Linked DNA regions of Macaca mulatta: region 1 is linked to region 2. Evidence: chromatin contacts called from public Hi-C data. All regions are on one chromosome and are shown on one strand. Each heading gives the region's core, a stretch centred on a gene start, on an enhancer-like site or on the middle of the called end of the contact. The rest is flanking DNA. Distances are from core to core; before and after follow the strand shown. Region 1 has its middle 11 kb from the start of IPCEF1. Region 2 overlaps IPCEF1 (interaction protein for cytohesin exchange factors 1).

What was found. Hi-C and Micro-C count contacts between places; a contact is called where the count stands out from the background.
Region 1: a Hi-C map of CD4 T cells shows a contact between it and region 2, with 3 times the contacts expected there. The contact joins two enhancer-like sites. A contact is called at or near these places in 3 of 14 Hi-C or Micro-C datasets (CD4 T cells, fibroblasts and liver).

The regions. Positions count from the first base shown.
Region 1 is chr4:73,094,287-73,101,305 of T2T-MMU8v2.0, reverse strand. It overlaps a transcript of IPCEF1 not described here. Among named protein-coding and RNA genes, the nearest start is that of IPCEF1, 11 kb to the right of the region's middle. Within about 2 kb of position 2,500, at least 9 of the 40 cell types and tissues checked have an H3K27ac peak or open chromatin away from gene starts, as enhancers often do. A contact at or near this core is called in CD4 T cells, where this site is marked.
Region 2 is chr4:72,974,695-72,981,646 of T2T-MMU8v2.0, reverse strand. It overlaps IPCEF1 (interaction protein for cytohesin exchange factors 1), which reads left to right. Exons shown (of 10, transcript NM_001257599.2): 10 at 1,600-2,732. The coding sequence ends at 1,812. Among named protein-coding and RNA genes, the nearest start is that of IPCEF1, 110 kb to the left of the region's middle. Within about 2 kb of position 4,471, at least 12 of the 40 cell types and tissues checked have an H3K27ac peak or open chromatin away from gene starts, as enhancers often do. A contact at or near this core is called in CD4 T cells, where this site is marked.

The DNA of each region.
Region 1 (7,019 bases), core at 1,251-3,750, 120 kb before region 2:
AAATAATTTTCCACTGGCAATATTTTGAGTTTTCACTGGTTCTACAATGTTGCCAACGCTTGGCACTGTCAGTCTTTTAAAATTACACTGTTTTGGTGGCTGTTTAATTATGTTTCATTGCTGTTCTGCCTTGCATTTCCCTGATCGTTAATGAGGTTTAGTGTGTCTCCTATATATACTGGCTAATTGATGTTCCTCTTTGGTCAAAGGCCAGTAAGTCTTTTCTCATTTTTGTCTTAGGTTTTCTGCCTGTTCCTTATTGATTCATGGGAGTTCTTTATAGATTCTGGATGCATGGCCTCATGCAAGTTGTATGTATGGCACATATTTCTTCTCATTCATTTGCTTGTTTTCTCAGTCCCTAAGGTTGTCTTTTGATGAATGGGAATTCTTAATTCTAATATGTTTCAACTTACAGCTTTTCCTTTATGGTTAGAACCAGTGGGGGAAATGACAGTATTTTCAATAGATGATACTGACATAATTGGCTATTAATTTAAAAGATGAAACTTGACCCCTATTTGAAACCATAATAGAAAATCAATTCCAAGTATATTGTAGATCTAATAAGGAAGACAAGGCAATAAAATTTGTAGAAGGAAAAGTAGGACAATATCCTTATGACCACAGAATAATGAAGATAACGGCAAAGGAAAAGCACTAGCCAGAGTCATCTTCACAATATTGACTCTTCCAATGAATGAACACATCTTTCCATTTATTTATACCTTTTTAAAGTTTCTTTCAAAAATTGATTTCTTCATTGAAGTCTTATACATCTTTTTTTATTAGATTCATTCTAACATATTTGAATTTTTATGATACTGCTACTTTCTTAGAAATTTTACCTTCAAACTGTTGGTGGCTGGTAGAAATGTTATTGATTTTAATATATTGGCTTTGTAGCTAGCAACCTTCTTATGTCCACTTCTTTAAAATTTGGAGACAGGGTCTGGCTCTGTCACCCAGGCTGGAGAGTGGTGGCATGATCTCAGCTCACTGCAACCTCCAACCCCCAGGTTCAAGGGATCTCCTCACCCCAGCCTCCGAAGTAGCTGGGACCTCAGGTGCACACCACCATGACCAGCTTTTTTTTTTTTTTTTTTTTTTTTTTGTATTTTTGGTAGAGACAGGGTTTCTCCATGTTAGCCAGGCTGGTCTCAAACTCCTGAGCTCCAGCGATCCACACATCATAGCCTCCCAAAGTGCTGGGATTACAGGCATGAGCCACCACACCTGGCCCACTTTTTAATTGTAATTGTTAATGTGTAGATTCTTTCTGCATGTAAAACTGTATCATCTGAAAATACTGGCAATCTTGACTTTTTTGCCTTTTAAGTGCTGGGATTACAGGCATGAGCCACCACACCTGGCCCACTTTTTAATTGTAATTGTTAATGTGTAGATTCTTTCTGCATGTAAAACTGTATCATCTGAAAATACTGGCAATCTTGACTTTTTTGCCTTTTAATCATAATTTTTTTTTACCATTGTTTTCCAGTACTTTTGAGACAATGTTGTTAAGTGATAATGAGAATCTTTGGCTTATTGCTAATATCAAAGGAAAAGATTTCAACATGTCACCATCAAATATGTGATGTAGGAATAAGGACCTTCTTACTTATTGAAAACAGTGGAGTAAGGACCTTTTTGTTTTGACCATGACAGGAATTTGGAGAGGGTTTGGCTTGACTTGGCAGTTCATCTTTGACCCCTGTGACTTTAGCTGGGGTGACTAGGATTGGAGGATCCCTACTTTCAAGATCACTTTTGCATCCATACGTCTGGAGCCTTGGCGTCTCCTGGATTCCCATTCTCTACTTGGCATCCCGTTCTCCTGGGCCTGTCCACAGCGCTTGGCTCTTTGCAGCAGAGCAGCATCAGGGAACCTGGACCTGGTGAATATCAATCTGGCTTCTGCTAGAGCACATGTTCCTCTTTCAGATGTAAAATCCCATGAAGTTGAGCCTGTGAGGTCATAGAAATTGCAATTAAACATATCTGTTAAATTAAAAATCAATTTCAAATCTAAACTTTTTTTTTTCTACACAGGAGTTTAAAAATAATAATCTAAACAATTGTCATAGCTGAATTTTAGTACTATGGAGTAAAGAAAAAAAATAGGTGATTCCTTCTATTTTGCGATGACAGACTTTTACTTTTGAGGTTAAATGAAGGTATTTAGGGCAGGAAGGAGAGAGGAAGGTGCATCTGTGCATGGAAGGTGAGGAGGTGGGCGCAGTACAGCGTGTAGGTGAGGTGCGAGTGAGAAAGTGAGCATGTAGAGACGAGAGTGGGTGGACCACAGGAAGCTGGGCGGACCACAGGAAGCTGGCTGGAAAAAAAAGTCTTTGACTTTACTTAATTAAAAGCAAGAAAAAAGCAACCCGAAGACAAGCGGAAAATCTCACAGGCAAAGTCTATAAAGAGATGGAAACAAAAAATAAGCCCACATGTGTTCAGAGAAAGGTGAAGTGACTGGCTAGTTACAGTCTGCTCTGTAATTTTTGTATTACTTCGCAGTACTTTATACAGTAAGATAGTCTAATTAACAACAACAACAACAACCAATAAAAGAGCCAATGCTTCCTGGAGAAACAAATAGAAAATTTTCTTTTTGAAAACTTAGATTTCTGAGTTTATGATTCTAGTGATTTTTAAAAATGCGCTATTTAAATAGAAAGAATATCAAATTAGGGAGTCGGGACAATTTAATCTTTTGTCTTAAGGTAAATATTGTACTTAGGTATTTTTCCACTAGGTGTCTCTTTGCATACATGTTATGATTTCAGAGACAGCGAATCTATTCCTGAAGGCATTCACTTATGTGGATTGTGTCAACAAATATTTCAATTTGGGTTGGTGGGTATTTAAGAATGACTTTAATTTCAGTCCTTCCTAAAGAATGAATAGGTGTCTTTTAGTGACTTCTCTCGTTCTTGCTTTAGATGTTTTGGAGATGCTAACCTAGATTTTTCAGCAGATGCAAAATTGAGGTCCTTGTGCCTGTGTGGTTACCAGCATGATATGGTTTAAGCCTTCAATTCATAGCCTGCCTATGTGGGATTCTGACCAGGATGTGAGCCCTTCATAATTTCTGAATGAAGCCTCACCTAGGATGCACAATTCCCAAACGAGCTGCGTGCAGCTCGTCAGTGTCTGTTTCTGAGAGCTGTATTGCCTGCTGATTAGACCCTTTCAGACCACACAGTGGCAGCTGATCTGTGATCCCACGAGTAGCCCTTTGGGCAACCACATTATCACTGCTAGCCACCTTAGGTCCCCCTGAATTGTCTAAATTTGGTAAATAGCTTACTCATTCTAACTTGTCCTAAAGTTGAGGCAGGGCCAATGTAAGTAAACAGATATTTATTACGTGCCCACTGCATGTCTTGCCTTCAATGTCTGTAAGAATTATTAGATTCATTCATTCTCTAAGAATGTAATGAGATCTACTGTTTGAAAAAAAAAAAAAAAGCCTGCTTCTAAGGAGAATTTGAAAAGGCAAAGATTATTCTGAGACAGCACTGCTGATGACCACAGGGCCCTGGACCTGGAGTTTGAACATCTGAATTTAAATTTGGCTTTAACTTGCTAGTTGTGTAAACTAGTTAGTCTACCCACTCTGTATATTAGTTTCTTCATGTGTAAAAGTGTAAGTTACTTTACAGCGTTGCTGTGAAGACTGAAAACAGTTTGCAATAGTTCTGCCAAATATCATTATAAGAGCCTCCAAGAAAAGTCACCCTATTCTGGGTAAAGCAGCCCTTACCATGATATATATAGTATTTTAACTCCTTATGGTCTCTCTTGTCTGGTAATCCTTGGGCACAACCTTTGCAAAATTACAAGGCCCCTAAAAATGATCTTTTCTTTTCTTCCCTCCCTCCTTCTTTTCCTTCCTTCCTCCCTCCCTCTCTCCTTCCCTCCCTCCCTCCTTCCCTCCCTCCCTCCTTCCCTCCCTCCCTCCTTCCCTCCCTCCCTCCTTCCCTCCCTCCCTCCTTCCCTCCCTCCTTCCCTCCCTCCCTTTTTTCTTTTCTTTTTTCTTTTCCCTTCCTTCCTTCCTCTCTCCCCTGCTCCTTTTCTCCTTCCTTCCTTCCTTCCTTCCTTCCTTCCTTCCTTCCTTCCTTCCTTCCTTCCTTCCTTCCTTCCTTCCTTTCTTTCTTTCTTTCTTTCTTTCTTTCTTTCTTTCTTTCTTTCTTTCTTTCTTTCTTTCTTTTCTCTCTCTCTCTCTTTCTTTCTTTCTTTCCTTTTCTCTCTCTCTCTCTCTTTCTCTCTTTCTTTCTTTTCTTCTGAGATGGAGTCTCTGTTGCCCAGGCTGGAGTGCAGTAGCACAATCTTGGCTTACTGCAACCTCCGACTCCCAGGTTCAAGCGATTCTCCTGCCTCAGCCTCCTGGGTAGCTGGGATTACAGGCACCTGCCACCACACCCAGCTAAATTTTTTGGTATTTTTAGTAGAGACGGGGTTTCACCATGTTGGTCAGGCTGGTTTCAAACTCCTGACCTCAAGTGATCCACCCGCCTTGGCCTCCCAAAGCGCTAGGATTACAGGTGTGAGTCACCGCGTCCAACCCCTAAAGTGATATTTCTTAAGGAAAGATCTAGCCAGACAGAAGAGGATTTGGCTCCAACTCTAGAGCAATGGGTGCAAGCGGCTGACAGCTTTTATAATCATTTTTTTTTTCTTGGCTGCCTTCTAGCCAGTGAATGTTCAGTTGCAGAGTTCCCTGCTGTATGGGGTATAGCTGCTCACTTTGGTGTAAAGGGCATTGAATGGAATAATGTTTGGCAAAGCAGAAATAAAGTGACTGGCTGCCTCAGAGCCATGTACACTGTCTGAATTTCACCAAGTAGAAAAACATTTCATCTCCTGCAGACAGAAAATGTAGTTAGTATTCACGTGGAGAAATGGAGAGATTCAAATTGCAGAAAGGTAAGGGCCATCACTTGCTATTCCTAGCTGGCTCATCCTAGAGCACTGTGTCAGCTCTTGCCTCACAGGCTGGAGTGAAGCAAACTAGGAACTGTGGGTATTATTTGGGGGATGCCCTAGTAGGGACCTGGAAGGAACCAGGCTGTGCTCATGGAACAGACTATGGTAGACTGCAGTGGGCCTCATAATTGATACCTTATCTAGAAGCTACCAATGCTTCCTGTGTCCTTATTAGGGAGCTGGTGCCCCTTTTCTCCTATGATGTAGCAGCTTGAGGACAGTACAAACTTTTGAGGTGGCTCCTGGAGTTTCAGTCACAATCCCTGAGAATCACACCTCAGCACACAGCTAGCTTGGATCCTAGAGTGACTGGCTCCTAGAGGTTCCTTGGATCTGGAGCTGGCGTAGGAGAAGCAGGTGTGATGGTGTGTTTTATCTGCACTGATAAAACTGAACAAGAGCTGCCCCTGGGGTGTGTATGTTTGTGTGTCTTTGAGGGGTAGGTTCAAATATGCGTTGTGGTACCCCTGCCTATATAAATAATTGGAATCATTGAACATCTATCCCTGTTTTGGAGAACCAGTGACAACAACTGCTCTCCAGGCAGGTGTCGTGGAACTTAAGACAACCACAGAACAAACCCAACTCTGTAGAAACAAGTGCCAGTGCTTTTCAGGGCCTCTGGTCTACCCCATGGTTTAGTGAAGGGAACCTTGATTGGGTGCAGCCAACACAGGGTGCATGTGGGCCAGGGCTGGGCTCTGGGTGCTCTGAAGAGGATCGGCCAGGGTGTAGCCCACGGCAGGTCTCTGCTTGCCCCAGCCTAATGGCCCCTGCAGGTGCAGACCACATTTTAGAAGTTTCAGGTTCAGGAGGCCCACAGAAGGACAAGAGACCCCTGTAGTTCAGCAACTCAGGGGAGCTTTGTCCCTCCAAGAGGGGCATGGCCAATAGCCATTGGCATTTGGTAGGCCCTTCCGGGATGTAAAAGAGGTAAATCGTTTGAGAGCTCTTGCAGTTTCCCACCTGTTTGTTATTATGGTAAAATGGTCCACTGAGAGGGCAGATTGACATTATTGGCTGAAAGAAAGTCTTTTATCTCCCTTAGCTTTGTGGATTTTGTGTGTCTGAGCCTTGATTGTCAGGGCTGACAGCTTATGTGGGAATTTGTGAAGCGAAAGCAGGGAAGAGGCCTGCCAGTCTCTGCAGATGATGGATTGCAGTATTTTTATGGTGTCAAAAATAAAGTAATTTTAAGCATCATATTTTTTCTGTTTGAAAAAAGCTGTGGTTCTTAAAACCATCTGTCAATTCATCATCAAAGTGGAGAGAAGGCAGAGAAGAAATGCGATGAAATGAGCAGAAAAGACAATAAAAAAGGGAAGGTAAATGAAAGAGAAAGAATGAGAATATTCTATAGCAAGTAGAAAACGGATTGGAATCAGAATGACACTTTGAGCTTAAGTTAAAAAGAAAAAAGCAGCCGGGCGCGGTGGCTCATGCCTGTAATCCCAGCACTTTGGGAGGTTGAGGCGGTCGGATCACGAGGTCAGGAAATCGAGACCATCCTGGCTAACATGGTGAAACCCCCTCTGTACTAAAAATACAAAAAATTCACCGGGCGTGGTGGCGGGCGCCTGTAGTCCCAGCTACTCGGGAGGCTGAGGCAGGAGAATGGCGTGAACCCGGGAGGCGGAGCTTGCAGTGAGCCGAGATTGCGCCATTACATTCCAGCCTGGGCGACAGAACGAGACTCCGTCTCAAAAAAAAAAAAAAAAAAAAAAGAAAGTAAAAAGCTTAAAATAATTTGGATGAAGCTATTTTCTCCTTCATAAAGTTCCTGAACAAAGTCACAACCCCGAACTGCCCCTGCCTCATATGTCACTGTACACAGGCTGGTAGGGAAGTCATCGTGCATTTGCTTCTTTCTCTCCTGCTTTGCCTTGACAAGTGAAGTCTCCTACTAATTGGCAAAACGAATGGATCATCTCATGTCCTTTGCTTTTATATGTGAGCAAAGATGAATGTCCTCTTCTGTTTTCCATGGCATTGCTGTGACGGACTACCGTTTAACAGAACATGCT
Region 2 (6,952 bases), core at 3,222-5,721:
GCTCATCAGTCCAATTTTGGGGGTGCGGGGGAGGTTTCCTTTATAATGTGATGCCTCAGGTGAGTAAGATTTACGGGTTATGAAAAATTGGGTGGGCCGGGCGCAGTGGCTTACGCCTGTAATCCCAGCACTTTGGGAGGTTGAGGCGGGTGTATCACTTGAGGTCAGGATTTTGAGACCAGCCTGGCCAACATGGCAAAACCCTGTCTCTACTAAAAATAGAAAAATTAGCCGGGTGTGGTGGCGCATGCCTGTAATCCCAGCTACTCAGGAGGTTGAGGCAGGAGAATCGCTTGAACCTGGGAGGCGGAGGTTGCAGTGAGCTGAGATCAGGCCACTGCTCTCCAGCCTGGGCAACAGAGTGAGACTGTCTCAAAAAAAAAAAAAAAAAAAAAAAAAAAAAAAAAAAAAAAAGAAAAAAGAAAAGAAAAGAATTGGGTAAAGAAAAATTGGAAAGTGTTCTCTGTAAAAGAAACTCTAGAAATTAGAGTTTATCAGGTGAAGAAAGCCAAGGAAGAGTCTCCATGTGGCACAACGACACGGAGGTGTGAGCTAGTGTGTGGGTGAGAAAATGCACGCCAGTACATTAGACTGGAAAGTCAGAAGGAAGTAGAGTATCAACAAATGGTGCCAGTGCAGGTGAAGAGCCTTTGGTGTAAGGGGATCCATGAGGGGGACTCGGCATCTCGATGCCTCCCTGCTCTGCTAAGTGGAGGTGGAGTTGATGTGGGCACTGGAGGCAGTGGTCTTGCTCAGGAGGCTGTGTCAGCAGATCAGGTGTGATACACTGAACTGGATATCCACTCTTAGGACTATGGTCAGGGATAGAGAAAACAGGCATAGATTTGAGATACAATTGTCAGGGCTGAATATTTGTTTTTAATATGGATGATGAACATCTTATTTTTACTCCATTCCTTGTCTATAGAAAACTCTAAGCTGAGCTAGACATTTCAGAAATGTGTGTCATTGGTTACAGAGGAGGCAGAGTGGAATAGCACCAATAGGTTGTTTATTAATATTATTGGAATACATACTGTTTTGATGGAAGGTTAGTAGCCTCTTCTTTGACTAGAAAGATAACCTGTGTATTTAGTCTGTGTATATTAATTAAATTAATGGGATTTATTAAAATAAAGATAATTTAATAAAATCTTAAAAGATATATTTTATGTTGCCTTATGTCCTAGGTGAAGTGTTACGTTCCAATTTTACTTAGCGAAGTTTGAATAGTCAATGAAATGCTAATACCTTCAGTGATAAGTTTTAGGAGGCATGAGTCCCACACCAAGGTAGAATTGTTACTGCGGTGTGGAATAATGGATTGATCAGGGAAAGGCACCATAGAAGACCTTTGCTATATGTCTAGCTCTTCCACCAACTCTTGGGTGGGATACTTCACTTCTTTGCGGCTAGCATATGCAAACAAATGTCATATTTGTTAGGCTTGATGGGGGAATTAGAATATGAACGTGCAAAAATGCTTTGGTAATTTTTTGTGAATGTATATGTGTACTTGTAAAAGAGTTGGTAAAGATGGTTTATGTAAATTAAGACACTCTCAACATCCCCCCTTCCCCTTTTTTTCTACTTGCACAGTGTAAAGAACATGATCTGGCCATGATTAACCAGTTGCTGGATGACCCGAAGCTGACAGCCAGGAAATACAGAGAGTGGAAAGTCATGAACACCCTGCTGATCCAGGACATCTATCAGCAGCAGCGGGCTTCGCCTTCCCCTGATGACACTGATGACACCCCCCAGGAACTCAAGAAATCACCTTCTTCTCCCTGTGTTGAAAATTCCATTTGAGACACAAAGTCAGGGTTTTATCCTCTTATATTTTATCACGAGCAACTCTTCAAGATATTGCAAAAGCTTACATTTTTCCTTAAAAGGAAAACTGAATCCCAGTCCTTCAAGCATCAGCTTCCTATCTAAAGATGCACCTCACATGAAGATAATCACCAAATACACCAGGGCTCCTCATTCCAGTCGTAACGCATCCATTGAGACTGGAATGATTGAGTTCAGTTGAAAGGCGTTTTTTGTGTTCCTACTGGGAGCTCACAGTGATGCGGGGCTCTAGGAGGGACGTGAGAAATGTCTGTTCTGTTCCTTGCTCTCCAGAGAATGCTATGGACGAAAATCAAATTTTACCAGGAATAATTGTCCATGGAAACATTCTGTTTTTCAAAAGAAGAGTGTACATATGCCACTTGGCTGGGAAGCTGTGTGGCCCAAATCACTTTTTGAGTGGAGGAGTGTTTTCCATAGCAGTGACTGCAAGGACAAACGTGGTGTTGCAGGGCAAAAATTCCTTGCCTTTGGTATAGAATGGTGGTGCCTTTTCCACGTGTTGGGAAATACTTGATAGACAGTGGTGTGTGGGAGAGCTGAAGGAGGAGGCGTGTTCCATATTCCACTCACTCAAAGGACAGCTTAGTGTTTTCACACTTTGTGCAGGTTAGGGGATCTGATTAATGTTTCCTTTCCTTACAACAGCTAGAGAAAACATCTCATCACAATTGGCGACCTCTACTCCCTTCGAACTTTCCTACTCAACGGTAGGAGATAGTAATGTGTCCAGCAAAGAATGTCTACTGCTCTTGTCCTTGGCTGTGATCCCTATACATAGTGTGAATTTATATCCAGATTTCCCAGGATCAATATTGACAAGATGACTTTGGCATCTGAATTGTTTTAATATCTTTACTCAAAAAAAAAAAAAAACCCACAAAAAACAAAAAACAAAAACAAAACAAAAACCCACGGAAACAACAAAGGAGTTAAACATGATGGTTTTATTTTTGTATGTTTATATGTCACTTGTGTGCTATGTGAATAGCTATCTATGTTTGTTATTTAAATATATTTATAGAAGTTCAAATTACTAGTGTTTTAAAAGATGATATACTATTATATATTGTGCTTAGTATATATTTGATGAGTCTAGACTTTTTTGCTTGAGAAAAATAGAACTACTGTTGATTCACTGGTGTTACGATGTTGCACTATAATGTCTGAGGAATGCTCAGGAAATCTTGTGGGAAAAAAATGGGGCATGCATTCATAATTTTTCTTTTTCTTCCCCACCCCAAACCCCATGAGCTCTTACATTTAGATTTCTATCTCTTGTCAGTCACTCTTTTAACCAGAAAAGGATTTTCATCTTAGATTATCCTTTCTATTAAATAAACTTTAAGCTTTGCGCCATTTATGCCTGCAAACCTGAGATCAAAGGCAACACAACTAATGTCATCTTTTCATTAAAGACTAATAGAAATTTGGAAATCATTGTGGTAAAGAGAGCTCATAGAGAAACAATATGAAAGTCTTCCCTTACTAATCACCATGAATATTTCTCATCATAGGAATAACCACAACCCACCGAGTACCCATGTTGGCCCTGCCTACCCGTAACAAATTGTTGACATAACCTATTTTGTTTTATAGCTTCAAAGTGTGGCTTGACATTCAAACGGAAGAAACCACTCGAATTATATCTGCAAACAAAATGGAAATAGTTATTTCCCCAAGCTTTACTAAGAAGCCTTAATACTCTGTAAACAAACAAACAAACAAAGAAACGAAAAACAACCTTAGCATTAAGAAATAAAAATAAAAAACAAGAAGCTACTAGAAGCTTCTCTAAGATAAGAGGCCAGGCCAATCAGTTTGGCCCAGCAAACATGTGGGTACTTCTCCACCTAGGGAAGCTAGTGAAGATGAGTTTGACCTGTGGTGACCTGACGGAGGGAACATTCGGATCCTCAGATTGCACCCTGATGCCCTGGTCTGGGAGAGCAGTGCTTTAACCTTTTGGCCCTGGAAACTACTGATTCTTTCTGTGATTAGCAGATACTAGAAGGGAAATTATTTAGAATTGGCAATGTAAAGAGTATTGAAGGAATGGCAAATAACAATAGCAGAAATAACAGTGTGACACAAAGTACCTTTCCATTTTTTTCTTTGGTTTGCAACACCAACCTGTAGACTTCCAGTTTTTCTTAAATTGAAGAGCTCCAGACACTTTTGAGCAGGGTTTGTGAATACCTTCGAATGCTTTCCTTTGGCTTCTCTTGAAGACATATTTCCCCAGCCTTTCAATGTAAACTCGTTTAGTACCATTCAAACTTAAAGGCAAAAAAGATCCCTGGGATTACATAGCCAAGGCTTAAAGTTATTTGTCAAAGATACGTCAAGAACGTTAGCCTAGAAGTTTTCGCTTTGCTAGTTAAAGCTGACTGCAGAGCTTCCCAAAGTGAAAGCAAAACTGAACTTCACAATTTTGCACCTGGCTTTCTGGAGCCCCATTGCCTGCTCATTCGTGTTTTTCCCCCTGTAAATTATTTTGCTTTTGACCAGGTTGTACTACAAAGTAGGGCTGCTTCTGTGAGTTCTCAGCCTAGGCTGTGGACACTAAGACGTGGGTGGGGAGATAGACAGGAGTGAGAGGGAGAGTGGATGACACTTGCCATGACACTCAATGTAGGAAGGCTTGGGCTTCTCTCTCGGCCTCATGCCACTTTTCTGGTCCAAAGAATATTGGGAAAACTGGATTACTTTCAACATATTTCTTGAGACTAGGTCATCTCTGAAATGCATGGCGTAGTTTCATGGAGTCCAAGGGCCAACTCCTATACCCAGTTCTCCAGTGTCTGTGAACTGTGGAATGAGAGAGAAAACCATGGCTGCTCAGGAAGGAAGTGGAGAACCTCTCAGCACACGTAGATCCAAATTTGTGGCACCTGCTAAAGATTAGGATTTGGAGAGGACTCCTCTTTGGGGTTGTGAAGAGGACCTTTTCCCTCTATTGTTAGCGTGTAGATCCAGAACGGAGCCTGATGGGATGCCCTCACTGGTTAATATATTGCAAATAGACATGCTAGGCCCTGCATTGGAAGGGCCTCTGTTGCTTTAAAGAATTCTTAGCTTTGCCACAAGAGCTCAAATCTCAGAGTAGGATCAAAGGCCTAGGAAGACTCCTAAAGTATAGGATTACAAAGACTCCAGGAAGCGTAAGAAAGAGATTGTGTCTGGAGTCAGATTTCAATGTGAAACCCATGCCTTATATTTACACAGCACTTTGTAGTTTGCAAATGGGTGTGTTTTCAGCCCCCTCCTGCTGCCGCACGCTCTACGTGAGATGATTGTGGATTATTACAGTGAAGTGCCTGGCCCAGAGCCCCAAGTGGTAAAGCGGGAACTTGAGTCTCAGGACTCCCAGTGGCTCTCTGCCCTTTCCCTTCTCTCCGCCCCTCACCTTGCTTCACCTGTTACCTTGTTAAGTTGCTGTTGGCACACAACCCACTAGGAAACCAAGAAGTTTGACTTGGAGTGTGTGTTTCACTGCACTGGGTTCAGCATAGGGCCGGCCCTGGTGGCTGTTAGGCTACATTCTCCGTTTGAAACCTAAGGGGCCCTCTGTGCTTGAGCACAGTCTCCTCCTAATGGCCCTGCCTCAACCTGCTGCCAGGCTGTCTGTGGATTGAGTTTTCACCTAATCATGCTGTGTTTCCTTTCCTTTCTTTCTGTACGTTAGACTGCTTGGGAAGTGCTGTGAGATCCTTGGATGAAAAACATGTATTTAAAGAAATGGAGAGTGTTTATTTTGTTTGCTTTTTGAGGCATGTGCTGTCAGATGTCAGAGACCCAAGTTAGTGATTAGAGGTTGGTCCTTTGACCTTCTTCTCTTAATTGCTTTTCATGTAATCATGATAATTTACTCAGGTAGCACTGCAGTCACAAACAATGTCACAGAAACAGATTCAAAGAAAAAATGTTTTTAAGTCTTGAAAAGAAGTGCTATTCAAATTTAAGCCATGTTTAAATTCGTAGGTACATTATCTCTTAGTAAGAAAGACTTTTTTTTTTAGACGGAGTCTCACTCTATTGCCCAGGCTGGAGTGCAGTGGCGCAATCTCAGCTCACTGCAACCTCTGCCTCCCGGGTTCAAGTGATTCTCCTGCCTCAGCCTCCCGAGTAGCTGGGACTATGCCCAGCTAATTTTTATATTTTTAGTAGAGACCGGGGCTTACCATGTTGCCCTGGCTGGTTTCAAACTCCTGACTTCAGGTGATCCGCCTGCCTCTGCCTCCCAAAGTGCTAGGATTACAGGCGTGAGCCACCACCCTCGGCCGAAAGACAGTATTTTGATAGAGCCACGTACATGATTTAATGAGTAATGTTAAGTACAGAAAAGCTGCCGTATCCACATAAAGTTTTAGGGGGCATTTGTTCTTTAGTCTAACAAGAATATGATATCCGATTGTGGTTTTCCAATTTATTTCTCTTCCAGTTTTTTTTGTATACCTCACAGGAGAAATCGAGTCTTAGAACTGGGAGATGACTGCCTTGCCCAGGGTTTTGTAATACATAGTTGAAAACAAAAGCCCCTGAAACTAAATGTTTGCAGCCTGTATGAAATGGACTGTGGAAGGCGGGTAATTTCTCTCCTCACAGAAAGCCACTCGTCTCCTTGAATGAGACACTGAGCAGACATAACGTTTCTCTGTGTGGTGGAGCCGGGAAGCATTTCCTTGCCTCTTCAGCACATCTCAGTTCTTCCCCACATGACCCCAGAACCACTTGGAAAACATCGAAATGGATTCTTCATTGAAAGAAGCTTTATATTTCTCTTGCTGAAAGGATACTTAACTGCTCTGTATTTGACTTTTTTTTTTTTTTACCTTTAGCCCAAAAAGGAAGTGTGCCCCATGGAAACAGCAAATGCCGTAAAATAAAAACCAGGAGTTTTAATCGCCATATATTTTAATGTGCTTGCATGATGGGAATGTGACGTTTAGCACTGCATGGTGTTTGGGGGCAAGATATTAATGTGGAAATCTTAGCTTAAGTTTTTCTGTGCTCTCATCCTGTGTCAGCTACCCCTCTAAACTGAAAAAAGAGGCATGGCTCATTTCTCTCCTGTTTTATGTTTTTGAGGTTG